4 separate regions of the Pan troglodytes genome follow, and all the other regions are linked to region 2. A link is a contact called in public Hi-C data. All regions are on one chromosome and are shown on one strand. Each heading gives the region's core, a stretch centred on a gene start, on an enhancer-like site or on the middle of the called end of the contact. The rest is flanking DNA. Distances are from core to core; before and after follow the strand shown. Region 1 has its middle 170 kb from the start of PLPP3. Region 2 holds the start of PLPP3 (phospholipid phosphatase 3). Region 3 overlaps LOC112204411 (a long non-coding RNA gene). Region 4 has its middle 140 kb from the start of PLPP3.

What was found. Hi-C and Micro-C count contacts between places; a contact is called where the count stands out from the background.
Region 1: a contact with region 2 is called in a Hi-C map of induced pluripotent stem cells, with 2.3 times the contacts expected there. The contact joins the enhancer-like site here to the promoter of PLPP3 in region 2. A contact is called at or near these places in 1 of 7 Hi-C or Micro-C datasets (induced pluripotent stem cells) and 1 of 1 datasets of contacts at active chromatin or transcription factors (stem cell-derived excitatory neurons).
Region 3: a contact with region 2 is called in a Hi-C map of stem cell-derived neural progenitor cells, with 2.2 times the contacts expected there. The contact joins the enhancer-like site here to the promoter of PLPP3 in region 2. A contact is called at or near these places in 1 of 7 Hi-C or Micro-C datasets (stem cell-derived neural progenitor cells), 1 of 1 datasets of contacts at active chromatin or transcription factors (stem cell-derived excitatory neurons) and 1 of 1 other capture datasets (stem cell-derived neural stem cells).
Region 4: a Hi-C map of stem cell-derived neural progenitor cells shows a contact between it and region 2, with 4 times the contacts expected there. The contact joins the enhancer-like site here to the promoter of PLPP3 in region 2. A contact is called at or near these places in 1 of 7 Hi-C or Micro-C datasets (stem cell-derived neural progenitor cells) and 1 of 1 datasets of contacts at active chromatin or transcription factors (stem cell-derived excitatory neurons).

The regions. Positions count from the first base shown.
Region 1 is chr1:174,571,078-174,574,231 of NHGRI_mPanTro3-v2.0_pri, reverse strand. No RefSeq gene overlaps it. Among named protein-coding and RNA genes, the nearest start is that of PLPP3, 170 kb to the right of the region's middle. Within about 2 kb of position 1,626, at least 1 of the 24 cell types and tissues checked has an H3K27ac peak or open chromatin away from gene starts, as enhancers often do. A contact at or near this core is called in induced pluripotent stem cells, where this site is marked.
Region 2 is chr1:174,401,337-174,404,654 of NHGRI_mPanTro3-v2.0_pri, reverse strand. PLPP3 (phospholipid phosphatase 3) reads right to left here and starts at 1,899. Exons shown (of 6, transcript XM_016919260.3): 1 at 1,054-1,899. The coding sequence starts at 1,192.
Region 3 is chr1:174,644,824-174,648,007 of NHGRI_mPanTro3-v2.0_pri, reverse strand. It overlaps LOC112204411 (a long non-coding RNA gene), which reads right to left. Exons shown (of 3, transcript XR_002938065.3): 2 at 2,259-2,372. Among named protein-coding and RNA genes, the nearest start is that of PLPP3, 240 kb to the right of the region's middle. Within about 2 kb of position 1,392, at least 3 of the 24 cell types and tissues checked have an H3K27ac peak or open chromatin away from gene starts, as enhancers often do. A contact at or near this core is called in stem cell-derived neural progenitor cells and stem cell-derived neural stem cells, where this site is marked.
Region 4 is chr1:174,544,627-174,548,087 of NHGRI_mPanTro3-v2.0_pri, reverse strand. No RefSeq gene overlaps it. Among named protein-coding and RNA genes, the nearest start is that of PLPP3, 140 kb to the right of the region's middle. Within about 2 kb of position 1,772, at least 14 of the 24 cell types and tissues checked have an H3K27ac peak or open chromatin away from gene starts, as enhancers often do. A contact at or near this core is called in stem cell-derived neural progenitor cells, where this site is marked.

The DNA of each region.
Region 1 (3,154 bases), core at 377-2,876, 170 kb before region 2:
ATTTGAGATTCTATTTCTCCCCATTTCTTCTCCCCAATTCCTGTGGGCTGCTGCCCACAGGAATGGATGTCTGCTCCCTACTGTCTGCCTCCTGCTGGGATGCCAGTACACCTCTTTCCCGTGATCGACCTTGCTCCCCTGGTGGATTTCTTAGCACCAGCTCTCTGTCTGGACTGCCCAACAGAATCTCCAGGGAGCAAGCACACTTTGGCAGGTGAGTCCTGTGTAGTTGGACCACTCTCTAACCAGTGCGTGAGCACAATTACCAGCACCCAGCCCCTCTCCATCCAACCTGTCCTACTGCCTCACCAAACTCAGACTCATACCTTCCCTCCCACGTGGCTCCCTCACCACTTCTACCCAACTCGGCTCAGGCAGGAGTGGTTACCTGGTTACCTTGGGTAACCAACATATTAAGACTTTTCATATCCTAATACAGAGCATTACTCAAACTGGATCAAGAGGCAAGAAAGTGAGATTGAAAGAATATGGACTTACTAAAACAAATATTTTGTTTGGCTATCCAACAAGCAAACATCTTTTTATACCCACTTTTTGTTGAAGGTGCAGGGAAACAGGAATATTCACACACTTGTAGTGGGAAATAAATGTTTATAAGTTTCCTGGGGGGTAGGGCAAGTTGGCAATATAGTATATTGAAATGTCTTTGAAACCAAAATGCACTTTTAATCATCAATCTCACTTCTAGGAATTTATCCCAAGGAAGTAAAAATACACACAAAGATTAAACTACAAGGATGCTTACTGCAGCATTTTTAATATTAGTAAAAAGCTAGATATAACCTAAATATTTAGCAACGGAAGATCAGTTAAATAAACAGTTCATTCATAAAATGAAATACTATGCAGTCTTTTTAAATGATACAGAAATACGTTTATAGATGCAGAAAGACATTTATGATATATCGTTAAGCAGAAAAGCTGGTTACAAATATATACATGGGGAAAAAAAGTCTGGAAAGACATACCAATGTGATTGTAGCTCTTATATCTGAATGGCAGAATTTATGGATAATTTTTATTTTTTTACTTATCGGTATTTTCTCAATTTTAGATAATATGCCTTACTTGTGTAATAGAAAATAAAATAAAATTTGCTTTTTTAAAGGGTAGGGACATGGTATTCACACAGACTTGGGTTCAAATCCCAGCTAGACCACCAATTAGCAGTGTGACCACAGAGACATTACTTACATCCCCTGAGCTTCAGTTTCTTCATATCCAATATGGGTATAAGGGCACTTTCCTCATGAGGTGGTCTTGAGGTTTACATGTGAAAGCATTAATCAAATGCTTGACGCAGGGTAGGTACTGAGCTACATTTTTCCCCTTTCTTCCTGGATGTCCAAAAATAACTGAGGTAACCATTTACAAGTACAACACGGTCAAACACGCCAAGTCATGTAAAATGTAGATCCGGAAATTATGAGAGACTAATATTTAGTGCTTCAGCCTAACTCTTCTCTCTCTGATCTCCCCAGCCCCATACAGTGCGGCGGCAGATGCAGAGATTCCCGTTATTAACCAAGGTGTCTTGAAGGTTCGGAGGCCATCCAGGTGGAATAAAGCAGGCTGTGTTACCCAGCCCCATCAGCAGGTGGGGCCAGTCTCACCTGGTGTCTTCATTCAGCCTGGCACACCTCACCAGGCATCAGGCTGTATGTCATAAGGGGCTATTCCGTCAGTTACTGCACATGTTTGAGACTCTCACTCTACCTGCTCCCACCTCAATCCAGTTCCCGTTTGTGCCTCCACCTCCACTTACAGTCTCACTCTTACCACTTAGGATTTTAGCCTCTTCATAGGGGAACTTCGTTGTCTATCAGGAATGTCTGGAATTTGTCCTGCCTTCCCCCAACTACTCATTAATTTCCTCACCAAACTTTATGACTACCTAATGGGTGCCAAGCTTTGTGCTAGGACTCAGAGATCAATCAGAGACAGCAGACCCTGATCTTGGGGGAGCCACACAGCCTGCCCCAAGGCCTCAGGTGGGGAAAACAGACTGGAACACAGACCATAACCAATAGCTATTATAACACAGCACTACAATGCTGTGTTATAGTAACTATTATCATTAGAATCTTTATATAACACTTGTTATATACCAGGAGCTGTTCTAAGCACTTTATATATGTTAAGCTTAATTATTACAACTTATCTATAAGAGATAGGTTAAAATTATCTCTATTTGATTGATAAAGGAATTGAGGCACAGAGCAGTTAAGTAACTTGCCCAGGATAGCACAGTTGGTAAATGGCAGAACCAAGATTTGAACTGAGCCTCCTTTACACTCTTAAAAATGACAGGATTCTAAAGAGGTTTTGTTTATGTGGGTCATGTCTAGTGATATTTATCAAGTCAGAAATTAGAGAACTTTTAAAAACATTTATCAATTCCCTTAAAATAACAATAATAAATCTGTTACATGTTAATCTAAATAATAAATTTTAATGAAAAAAAATCCGTAGCAAAATTAGTAAGAAGAATGCCATTGTTTCACGTTTGCAATATCTTTAATGTCTGACTTATTAACATACAAAGCAGATTCACATATCTTTTGCATTCAGCCTATTGTCATGTGTTATTTGATTAAAGGATATGAAGAAACCTGGCCTCACACATCATGAAGTTGAATAAGGGAGAAGTATTTTAATAATCTATTCAGATAACTGTGGACATTCCTCTTTGATAGTACACCAAAACTTGACAAGTGGTGGATTTTTAAAGGGTCACTGCCATGTGGAATCTGAAACCAGCTCACAGTGAAGGATACAAGTTTTCCAAAATCCCAGTTTTTCATTTGAACTCTCAAATTTTATAATTGGCCGTACATACTGTCATTTGTTTTCCTCGAAGTAACAGCTCTGACTTCATCATTTAAATATATATATGTGTGGGTGGATGTGTGTGCGTGTGTGTGTGGGTGTGTGTAGGTGTGTGTGTGGGTGTGTGTGCAGGTGTGTGTCTGCCAACTACCCATGGCTGAATAACTGCAGTGTGTCTGTCAATCGTTCTTTCCAGGAAAATGGTTTTCCATGGAGAAAATGGCTACTTCAGCTCCCAACTCACTCACTCACTCCGGTGCTTTTCCTTGAGACCACCACTGTGCTTTTGTAGGCAACAGAAAAG
Region 2 (3,318 bases), core at 650-3,149:
GAAACTGAGGCCCATGAGGCAGTTAAGTGGCACACCCAGCAAGTGGCAAGAGTGGCAGTGTTCTGATGACAAGTACTGTGCGTTTTCCATTACACCATGATTCGCTTTAAAAAAAACAATCCTAGGCTGACTTCAACCTTGGAAGTCCTGTTCATTCGTGTGAAGCGCTTTCTCCCTCCCCTACCGAGTTCATAAATCCTCCTCACCCTCCCACTCCAATTCCTTTAACTCCCACCGCTCTTCCAGCTGTGGCTTCCAACGACTTTGGAAAACAGAAGTGGACCATCGCCTCAACTTTCTGGGGGCGCAATTAAATTTGTGGTCCCCAAACAAGATCGCAGCTGGCTTTCCCAGTGCCTCAATGTGCCCATCAGGGAAATGGGGCTCATCACCCCTGCTGCACCGAGTCAGAGAGTGGGCGAGCTAAAACTGATGCCCGTGAAGCCGCCTACCACCTGGCACACAGTAGGCACTCAAGTGATTGCTGAAGCCGTGCCCAGCACCAAGCCCGGGGAAAGCACCTACAGGAGAGAAGCAAGTGAAAAGGCCGGCTAGCCAGTCTGGCGAGCCTGGGCAGCAAAGGCGGAAGGGCTGGATGTTTACATACAGCCGCCGGGAAGGCAGCTTGGCTCCAGGCAGGAGCCCGACTCTCGGGGCGATCCATTTCACTCGGATGGAGGGCGACCAGCTAGCTATACGCTGGCTCTAGAGCACGGCTCAACCAACTTCCCCTACGCTAAAAGGACGAACCCACACCTTCCGCGGGATTCCGCCCGGGCTTCCAACGTGGAGACGACTTTTACTGAGCTGGTTTAACAGTTGCCCACGAACGCTTAAGCACGCCCAGACCCCCTCAAGTACAGGCCAAGAAGTCGGTGGGATCGGGGAGGGCGGGGGCTTCGGGCCTGGGCGGCGCGAAGGCTCCCCAGGAAGGCTGCGGGGGCCCCCCGGAGCTGACGGCGCGGCGCGGCGCTGCGCGGCCCCGGACTGGGCTGGGACGCGCGCCGAGGGACGAGGGGCCGAGGGGCCGAGGGACAGCGGGGCTGGGCTCACCCATGAAGAGGCAGAAGAGGTCGAGGCAGATGAGCAGCACCCGCTTGCTGCCGCTCCTCCTCGGGTTGTTGTTGAGCGCCGGGCTGCCGCCGTTCTTGCTCTCCGGGACGATCGCTTTGTCGTACTTGTAGTTTTGCATGGCGCTGGCTGCGGCGCGAGCCTCCCGCCCCGCGAAGACGTCCCGCAACAGCAGCCACACACCCAGGCGCCCGGGTCGCCTCCTGGCCGAGGCTGCTGCGGATAGTGGCGGGTCGGCCCCGGCTCCGGGCGCGGCGGCTAGAGTGTAGCCGGGGCTGCCTGCCTCCAACTGCAGAAGGTGGTGTTTTCTGCTCCTCCTGCGCGCCTCTGCTTTCCTCTCTCAACCCTAAATCGTTCGAAAGTCCAAGGGGAAGAGAGCCAGATCCCGAGCAGAAACTTTTGCAGAGCTGCGCAGCTTGGGGCGCGCTGTTCTGGCGCGCGTCTGAGTGCGCGAGCGAGCGAGTGGGCAGCGCGGGCGCTCGGCCACCTTCCTCCGCAGCTGGTTCCTTAATGAATGGGAGCTGCGCTGAGCCCAGCAACTCCGGAGCGCCAGCCCCAACTCTAACTTTGCCTCCTCCTCCTCCTCCTCCTCCTCCTCCGGCTCCTCCTGCTCCTCCTGCTGTTGGTGCTGCTGCCGCGGCGGCTGCTGCTGTGATCGCCTGGGTTTGTTTTCTGCACTTTTATTTCACGAGGTCCTTTAAAAAGAGAAGACGTGGGGGGAGAGAGAGAGAGGGACCTCCTTACTTGGCTCGGATGGGATTCCGAAAGCACAGCCCCTTCCTTAAGCTGCCTAAGACGTAGGATAATTAAGGCCACATTTTCCCCCACCCCCTTCAAAAAAAAAAAAAAAAAAAGTCCTAAAAGGAAAAGTTACTCTCAAACCAGAGAAACCGGGAGCCCCTAGCGTTCAGAAACACCAAATTGTCACCAAAGAAAAAATATATATAAATAAAAAGAAACGTTTTCTTGCTGGCCTTGGGTCAAGTAAAAGTTAGGGCTGTACAGCTAAAATGCATTTTTCCTCACCTACAAACCTGAGGCTTTCAGGTCTTTATTGTGACTTGAATTGTATTACCCTGAAAATATAATTTTTAAGGAAAACGAGTTGTTTGTTTGTTTAAGATCTTAACATCCAACACCGGGTACTACGCTAGATTTTGAGAATACTAAAATGAAAAAGACTGCACGACTGTGGAACCACATCTCCTGGATTTCAATCCTGTGACTCCGTGCCTCAGTTTCCCCGTATGTAACTAGAGATAACTGTTCCTTTTCATATAGGGTGGTTGTGAAGACTTAATTTGTTAATCCGTATAAGCTCCTAGAACAGTGCCCAGTACATAGGAAGTGCTCTGTGAGGGTTAGCAATTACCTTTTTTCTGGGTGAAGGAGTCTCAGGCAACCCCTCTCTTGGCCCCAAGAGTAATTCTACTACTATGGGGAATTCCAGGGCAGCCAAAATGCTCTCTGCTTGAGTTTCAGACAATCTAACATTTTTCCTTAGAGGCTGGCATCTTATTTTTAATTATTTTATGTGAGTTAATCTTTTTTCCAGATAGAGAATAAACATTTCCAGGGCAAGGGCCTTCCCTTGTATCTTCTATAGTGCCTAGCATGGACCTGGGCACAGTGGACAATAAATGGATGTTTTTTCCAGGTGGTTCTTTGTGTGCATTCAGAAATGGAAATATTTGTAGCTTTTTGATACATTATATGAATCATGTTCTTTCTTACACTGACTTGTTTTGGGTTTTGATAACTTTATATGCAGCCACCATCAACCCTTTCTGGTACAATTGCCCTTTCTGGTACAATCCTTTCACACTCCACACCCCTGCTCTCCTGCACGCTCTGCCTATAATGCATACCCTTTCCTCCTCTAGTTAGGGAAATGCTTCTCTTGCTTTAGTATCCTCTGAAATGTCACCTCCTCTCTGAGTACTTTCTTCATTCCTGCACAGAATTAACTTCACTGTCAACTCTTTGCTTATAACTATTTTTTTCCCCCCGAGATGGCGTCTCACTCTATCACCCAGGCTGGAGTGCAGTGCCTCAATCTTGGCTCACTGCAATCTCCGCCTCCTGGATTCAAGGGATTCTCTTGCCTCAGCCTCCTGAGTAGCTGAGATTACAGGCTCGTGCCACCACACACGGCTATTTTTGTATTTTTAGTAGAGATGGGGCTTCACCATGTTGGTCAGGCTGGTCTCAAATTCCTGACGTCATGATCGCCTGCCTCGGCCTCCC
Region 3 (3,184 bases), core at 143-2,642, 240 kb before region 2:
AGAGATTAAATACCTAGTCTTGGGAATGACATCTGGCTTTAAATCAGCACTCCGCCACTAATCATCATGTGGCCCTGGGCAAGTCCCTTGATCTGTACAAGGCTCAGTTTCCTCGTATATAAAATGGAGATTGCAATGGCACCTCTGTCTTCTAAAGCATATTGCATAATACAGGCAAGTAGCAATACTAAATAAATGTTAACTAGTATTCTGATCTAATTTTTAAGCTCCAGTTGGTGCCTACTGCTCTTGAAGTAAAGACCAAACTCCTTAATATGATCTACAAAGCTTGGATCTATCTAAGTGAACCTGTTTAGCCTAACATCCCACTTTGCTCACTACACACCAGCCACATTAATGAGATGACTATTATTTCTCCATCCAGTAGAGATGCTTTAGGGAGTGCAAAAAAGCTCTATTAATGAATACACTGGGTTTACAAAGGGACTATCCACAGAAAACAGGACCATATGGTCATGTTACACATTGACTTTCTCTCCGTTCTTGGTTTGTGCAAAACTCCATTGCAACTGCATGCATGCTGCTTTACTTAAGCAAAATGCCCTTCCTCTCCCCTTTAATTCCACCACCTATGACTCATCCCTCTAGTTTCATTTTCAATGACACTTTCAGCCATAGGCCCTCACAGCACCCTATATTTCTTTCTTATAATACTTTTTCATAACTTTTGTTTGAACAACTACTTCTCCATCAAGATTGATTTATATCTATCTCTCCCACTAGACTGTAAGCTTCATGAGCATAGACTATGACTGTCTTATTCATCATTATATCAAGTTTCTAGCAGTTACTGAATGAATGAATAAAATTATTATTATATATGACTTGCACAATAACTCTGTAAGATAAAGAAGTATTATCATCTCCATTTTATAGATGTAAAAATGAAAACAGAGAAGTTAAGCAACTTGCCCAAAGTGACACAGTGAGTGAAGTATTGAATACAAGGGACTCTGACCTAGAGTAAGACTCCCAGCTCAATACATTTTCTGCTACTCCATATTGTCTCTTAATATCCTATCTCCATGTCTTTTGGATCTGAAAAACTCAGCCTCTATTACCGACAGCTAATGAATACAAGAGAGATTTCTCTGAACACAGACAAGCCCTCTATCCCTTCTCTTTTAGTGGGGGCTGTTGGAAAGGAAGCTTACTTCAAGTAGATATAAGAAATAAACATTTTTGCCAGCTTGAATGCAGCCTAATCCAGTGGTTATTTAGATTAAAACCCCAGGGCAGTGTCCAGGCTGACCTCATCTCTATGTGGCAGAAGAGTGCCACCAGGTTCAGCCACACTCAGGAGCCTCAGCCCAGGAGAAGTACATAAGGAAATAGTTCAGAATCCCAGTGCTCCAGGGGAGCCTTGATGACTGAAACTTGAGAGGCCTCCTGAACTTGGAAGAGAGGTCAGGCCACCAAATGCTCCATTGTCCATTGAATGTTACATCCCGTGCAATTCCAGATAACTCAATACTACAGTATTCTCTTACAACTGAGAGTATTATATTTTTCAAATGCTTCCATAAACAGCTTTGTTTTCCTTTTAACCTATCAACAACTAAAAAAAAAAATGTGGGAACAAGTAATGCAGTAAAAAATGGTTAAGTGCATGGGATTTGGAGTCAGACAGGTTGAATCCCATTTCTGCTGCCTTCTAGCTATGGAACTTGAATAAGCCACTGAGCCCCTGTGAGCCTCCGTTTTCTCATGTGTAAAATAAAGATACTGTATTACATACAGAGATATCATAGAGTCAGTCAGGTGATGTATGTAAAATGCTTTTCTCAGAAGTTCAATATTAATAGTACTTAAGTCAGAATTTCTGGACTCCACTTTGTTGAGTGGGATTTCTTTACAGTGAGGCCCACCAGCAAATATCCACCTCCTAGTTCATCTCCATAGTTAAATAGCAGGCTGAGTAAATATTTGTGACATGAATCAATAAGCCAGTGAACCTTTGTCCCGTTATGGCACCAAGAAACCTTTCCCTCTCTCCTGGTTTTGGGCCTAAATGCTTCTGGAATAATGAGCTGTCATGGATTGATGAATCACAAAGCAGTGGACTTACAATGCCTTCCAAGCAATCAGGTTTAAAGAAAAATCCTTTAGGGCACATTGATGGGGGGTGAAAGAGAGCGAGGCTGGGTCCTGATGAATCCCACACGCAGCCTGACAGAGTGAATGGCAACCTCTTCAAATCGGTTCTTGGCGGAGGCACTCTGGGAGTTCTTACTTACCAGCCTCTCCGGACCTGTCTGTCCGTCCACCGCAGACTCTACCTCTGATTGGGGAGGCCTGAGTCAGGCGACCAGGGGATCCTGCTGATTGGAGTCAGCTCAATGACTCGTCAGCTGGAAAGAGGGGGATATTGAATTCATCAGTCATGTTGACAGGGGGCGTGGGGTGGAGAGTGCAGGGGAAAACCCAGTGTTGGGCAAAGCTGTGAAGAACACTGGGTTAGACTTGGGCACGATAACCCCTTGAACCAAATTAATGACCCACAGGCTCCCATTGTTTTGTTTCAAATTGTACTGAATGATGGATAATAAATGTTAACCCTTGGGTCTCACTCAAATATCTAAGAAAACAGTAGGCAATTTCTTAAATTTTTTTTCCGAGTGTTTTCATGTATCTTTAAATGTTATACAACATTTATATTTCAGTAATTGGACACGCTGTTACTACCTGGGATGGTAGCAGCCAATTGGGATTTTTTTTTGTTTTCTTTTCTTTTTTTTTTTTTTTGAGACAGAGTCTCACTGTCACCCAGGCTGGAGCACAGTGGTGCAATCTCAGCTCACTGCAACCTCCACCCCTCAGGTTCAAAGATTCTCATGCCTCAGCCTCCTGAGTAGCTGGGATTACAGGCATACACCATCACACCCAGCTAATTTTTGTATTTTAAGTAGAGACGGGGTTTTGTCATGTTGGCCAGGCTGGTCTTGAACTCCTGACCTCAAGTGATTTACCCGCTTTGGACTCCCAAAGTGGTGGGATTACAGGCGTGAGCCACGGCACTTGGTCAACAAATTGGGATTTATTAAACACCTATTTTGTACTATATATATATATATATATATGTTATTTTACTCATTTCTCTGAGAGGGGTGCCTACATAGTTCCCAAATTATAGATAAGAAAACAGGGAAAGACAGGGGACTAA
Region 4 (3,461 bases), core at 523-3,022, 140 kb before region 2:
AGGCAGTGGGAAGCCAGGGAGATATTTGAGCACGTGAGTCATGTCTCCAAGTTTGAGTTTTAGAATGTTGACTCTGAGCATGGTATAATCTCATTTCTTATCCTTCCATCTCATAAGCTCCACCCACCATTCTTTCTTTCTTCCTACACACCAGTAGTTCCCAAAGTGTGGCCCTAAACCAACAGCATCACATCATATGAGATCTTGTTAAAAATGCAAATTCTCCAGCCCTACCCTTGGCCCCATGGAATCTGAAAGACCAGGGTGGGGCCAGCAATCTGTACTTTAACTAACCCTCCAGGTGATGCCAATATACCCCAAATTCAAGAACCACTGTGCCTGACAATCTATCTTCTAAGAAGGGAAAGGACAAAATACCAATGTGCTTCCTTTAGCTCCAGAGTTCTCCTGAAACACACCCACTATGAAGCTCCCCCATCAGGATGTACTTATTCTTTCCTCCAGTAAACTTTAAACAGCACCTACTGCATAGAAACCAGAGGCAGAAGTGTTCTTCCCCAGTTCATTCTTTAATTCATCCACTGATATGTCTGTAGCCCATGCAAGGTATGTTTCACACTTGACCTCAGACACACCTGATTTGAATCCCAGCCCCACCGTTCTTTGCCAAGAATGAAAACATGGTGGGACCAGGAATCCCATGGAGAAGTGAGGAGAGCAGAGGGGATCAGTACCCAGTTCTGCCTGCAGGAGGTGGGCAGGTCTGGCGGGCCCCTCTCTAGGTGTGTATGGTTCCATCCCCCTGCACAGGGTTCCTGCAGATGGGGCTCCCAGCTGTGCAGGGAAGGGCATGGGGTAGGGGCACTCCCACAAGCACAAATGACATATGTTTCGTATTATATGCACATTCTTTGTGGGAGCCCCAGTGAAAAATACACATGGCTAACCATCCCTTTCTCAGAAGGAGGGGCCCCAGGAAAGGAGATTTTGACTGCTGGCTTTATCAAGAGTCAGAAAGAGTGAACACTCTGAGTCTGTTAGAAAAACAAACTGACTGTGCTTGGGCTTTTAATTTTAAGGATCAGAAGGTCTGGATGTCAGCGGATACCTTGAAGAGCCCACCTGGGTCTCAAGACAGTGGTGGAAAGTGCAAGAGATTTGGCATCTACCCAGCTCCCTGACTTCCTTGCTGTGTGGCATTAAGAGATCCACCAGGTTCGCTGACCTTCCATTTCCTCATCTCTAATCTGAGGATAAAAACATTTCAACTCACAGGGCAAGCATCATGGCATTTGCAAGAGTTCTTTGTTAAACATATTACATACAAGGGACTCTTATCATTATTACATTTTAAAAATTCAGAGGGAAATATTGATCAAAAAATTATCTAGCAGCATGATATATAAGGAAGAAGATGGATTTAAAGTCATACTGAACTAAATATAGATCTCACCTTCACCACTCCTAGCTGTGTGGCCTCAGGCAAGTTACTTGACTTCTCTGAACCTCAGCTTTCCCATCTGCAAAATTGGGGTAGAAGTACCCCCCACCCATTAGGGTTGCTGCAAGGCCTAACTCTGATACCCTCTGTAAATGCCCCTGGCTCGTACAAAGTACTGGATATAGGTGAGTAACTCAGCCCAGGGGTGCCCAGAGCAGCATGGCCCACACAATCCAGATTTGGGGATGCTCCAAGAGCCAGCTCTGCTCTGCACATCCCCTAGCTTGAGGGAAGAGGCTGCCTCCTCCCCTGACACTCCTCTGAAAGCTATTCTTCAGGCTCACAGCTCTGGCAGCCTCCCCTCTGCCTCGATCAAGTTACAGACCCATTTGTTTTCCCCTCACAAAGCCCTGCAGTCTGTGAAGCAACTCCCCCTCCTCCTCCAGCCTGGCAAGCTGGGCCAAGAGTTCAGCTCCGGGTAGTACAGCCCCAGCACTTCTCATTAAGGCACACAGAAAATGTCACAGCTGGCCCCATGTTCATTCCCTTGTATGTGTCTTCATCAATTTCCAGGCCCCTGGAAGCAATTCCCAGAATCCACTTCTTTTCAGCTAAGTTCCCTAGAGGGGAGGGGGAGCTTCTTAAGCCCACTCACACCCAGCAGGTGTTGGTGAGGGATCTGATCCAAGGCAGAGGGGGTGGGAACTAACATTTTCAGGCCATCTCTCATGGACCAGGCTCTTTTTATCCATGTCTTTCAAATCTTAACATGAGCATCGCTTTTCTAGGGGCGCTTTCCCTGATTGTCCCACCCCCAGCCAAGACTCAGTGAAGTCCTGTCTCGTAGCAAGCTGTATTTCTTCTTGCAATACTTACATGTGCAAGCATATGTTTAATGTCTTCCTTCCCTTGTAAGCTTCATGGGGTGGTGGGGGTGGGGCACAATCAAGTCCATTTCATTCTCCAATGTTTCTTTAGTGCCTGACACCTACTCTGTGCCCAGGCACTAAAGAAACACTGGAGAATGAACTACACAGTGCCTGACACGGAGCAGGTGCTTAATAGATAAGGAATGAATGAATGAATGCATCAACCTCATTGCAATGCTGTGCAGTAAATAGTATTATTTTCTGGATTTTGCAGAGAAAGTAACTGTGACTCCAAAGGTGAAATGTCTTATCCCAGGTGACACAGCCAGTAAGTGGTTCAGGTAAGATCAAACCTAGTTTTTTACCAGGACTTACTGCACTTGATTTATACTATGATTGAGCTGGAAACAAAACAATTTTTCAAAATAAAGAAGCTGAAAGTGTTTGCCCACAATTCTCTCTCCACCCCCAACCCAGCATGATTTGTACTGAGCAAGAGGATTCTAAGGGCTTTGTGTAGCCCACGCAAGGCAGAGGAAAGGGTACAGGGGCTGCCCTTGTCCCCCAGCTGCCAGAGACTGGATCCTCACATGGAGCCCCGCCCGGCTTGTCCCCACCAGGGCAGGACTTGGATAAAAAGTCTCAGGAGAACAAAGACCACATTTTCCCCTGTGAAGCAGAGAGGCCACTGCCGGGGAAACAATGGCCTTGCTGCGGATCAAAGGAGCTGGGCCTGTGCTGGGGACAAAAGCTGAGTCCCTGCTTGATAAGACTGACAACCGGCTCTTCCCCTCCTTTTAGAAAAGTCTCCAGAGAGTCCACCCCACCTTCCCAGCCTCACCTCCCCACTCCCCTCCCCTCCCCCACACAGCAGAGCTCCAGGAATGCAGGCTAATTGCTCTTCCCCCAGCGAGCCTCGTTCTTTAACATGCTAGGCTTTTGCTTAAGTGTTTCATCTGCCTACCATGAATTTTCCCTCCTTCCCCCTTAAGTGTACACTTACTCAGAGTTCAATATTTTTGCTCAAAAATTGCCTCCCCTCTGCCCTCCCTGATCCTTTGACACCTACATGGATTGCACGCAGCTGTGCATTTGCTCAGACCCCCCAGCTCCTGCCTGGAGTTAGAGCACTGAATTATTACTACCACCTCCAATGCCAGCCTCTCCCTCCAGGTCGTGACCACATGGAG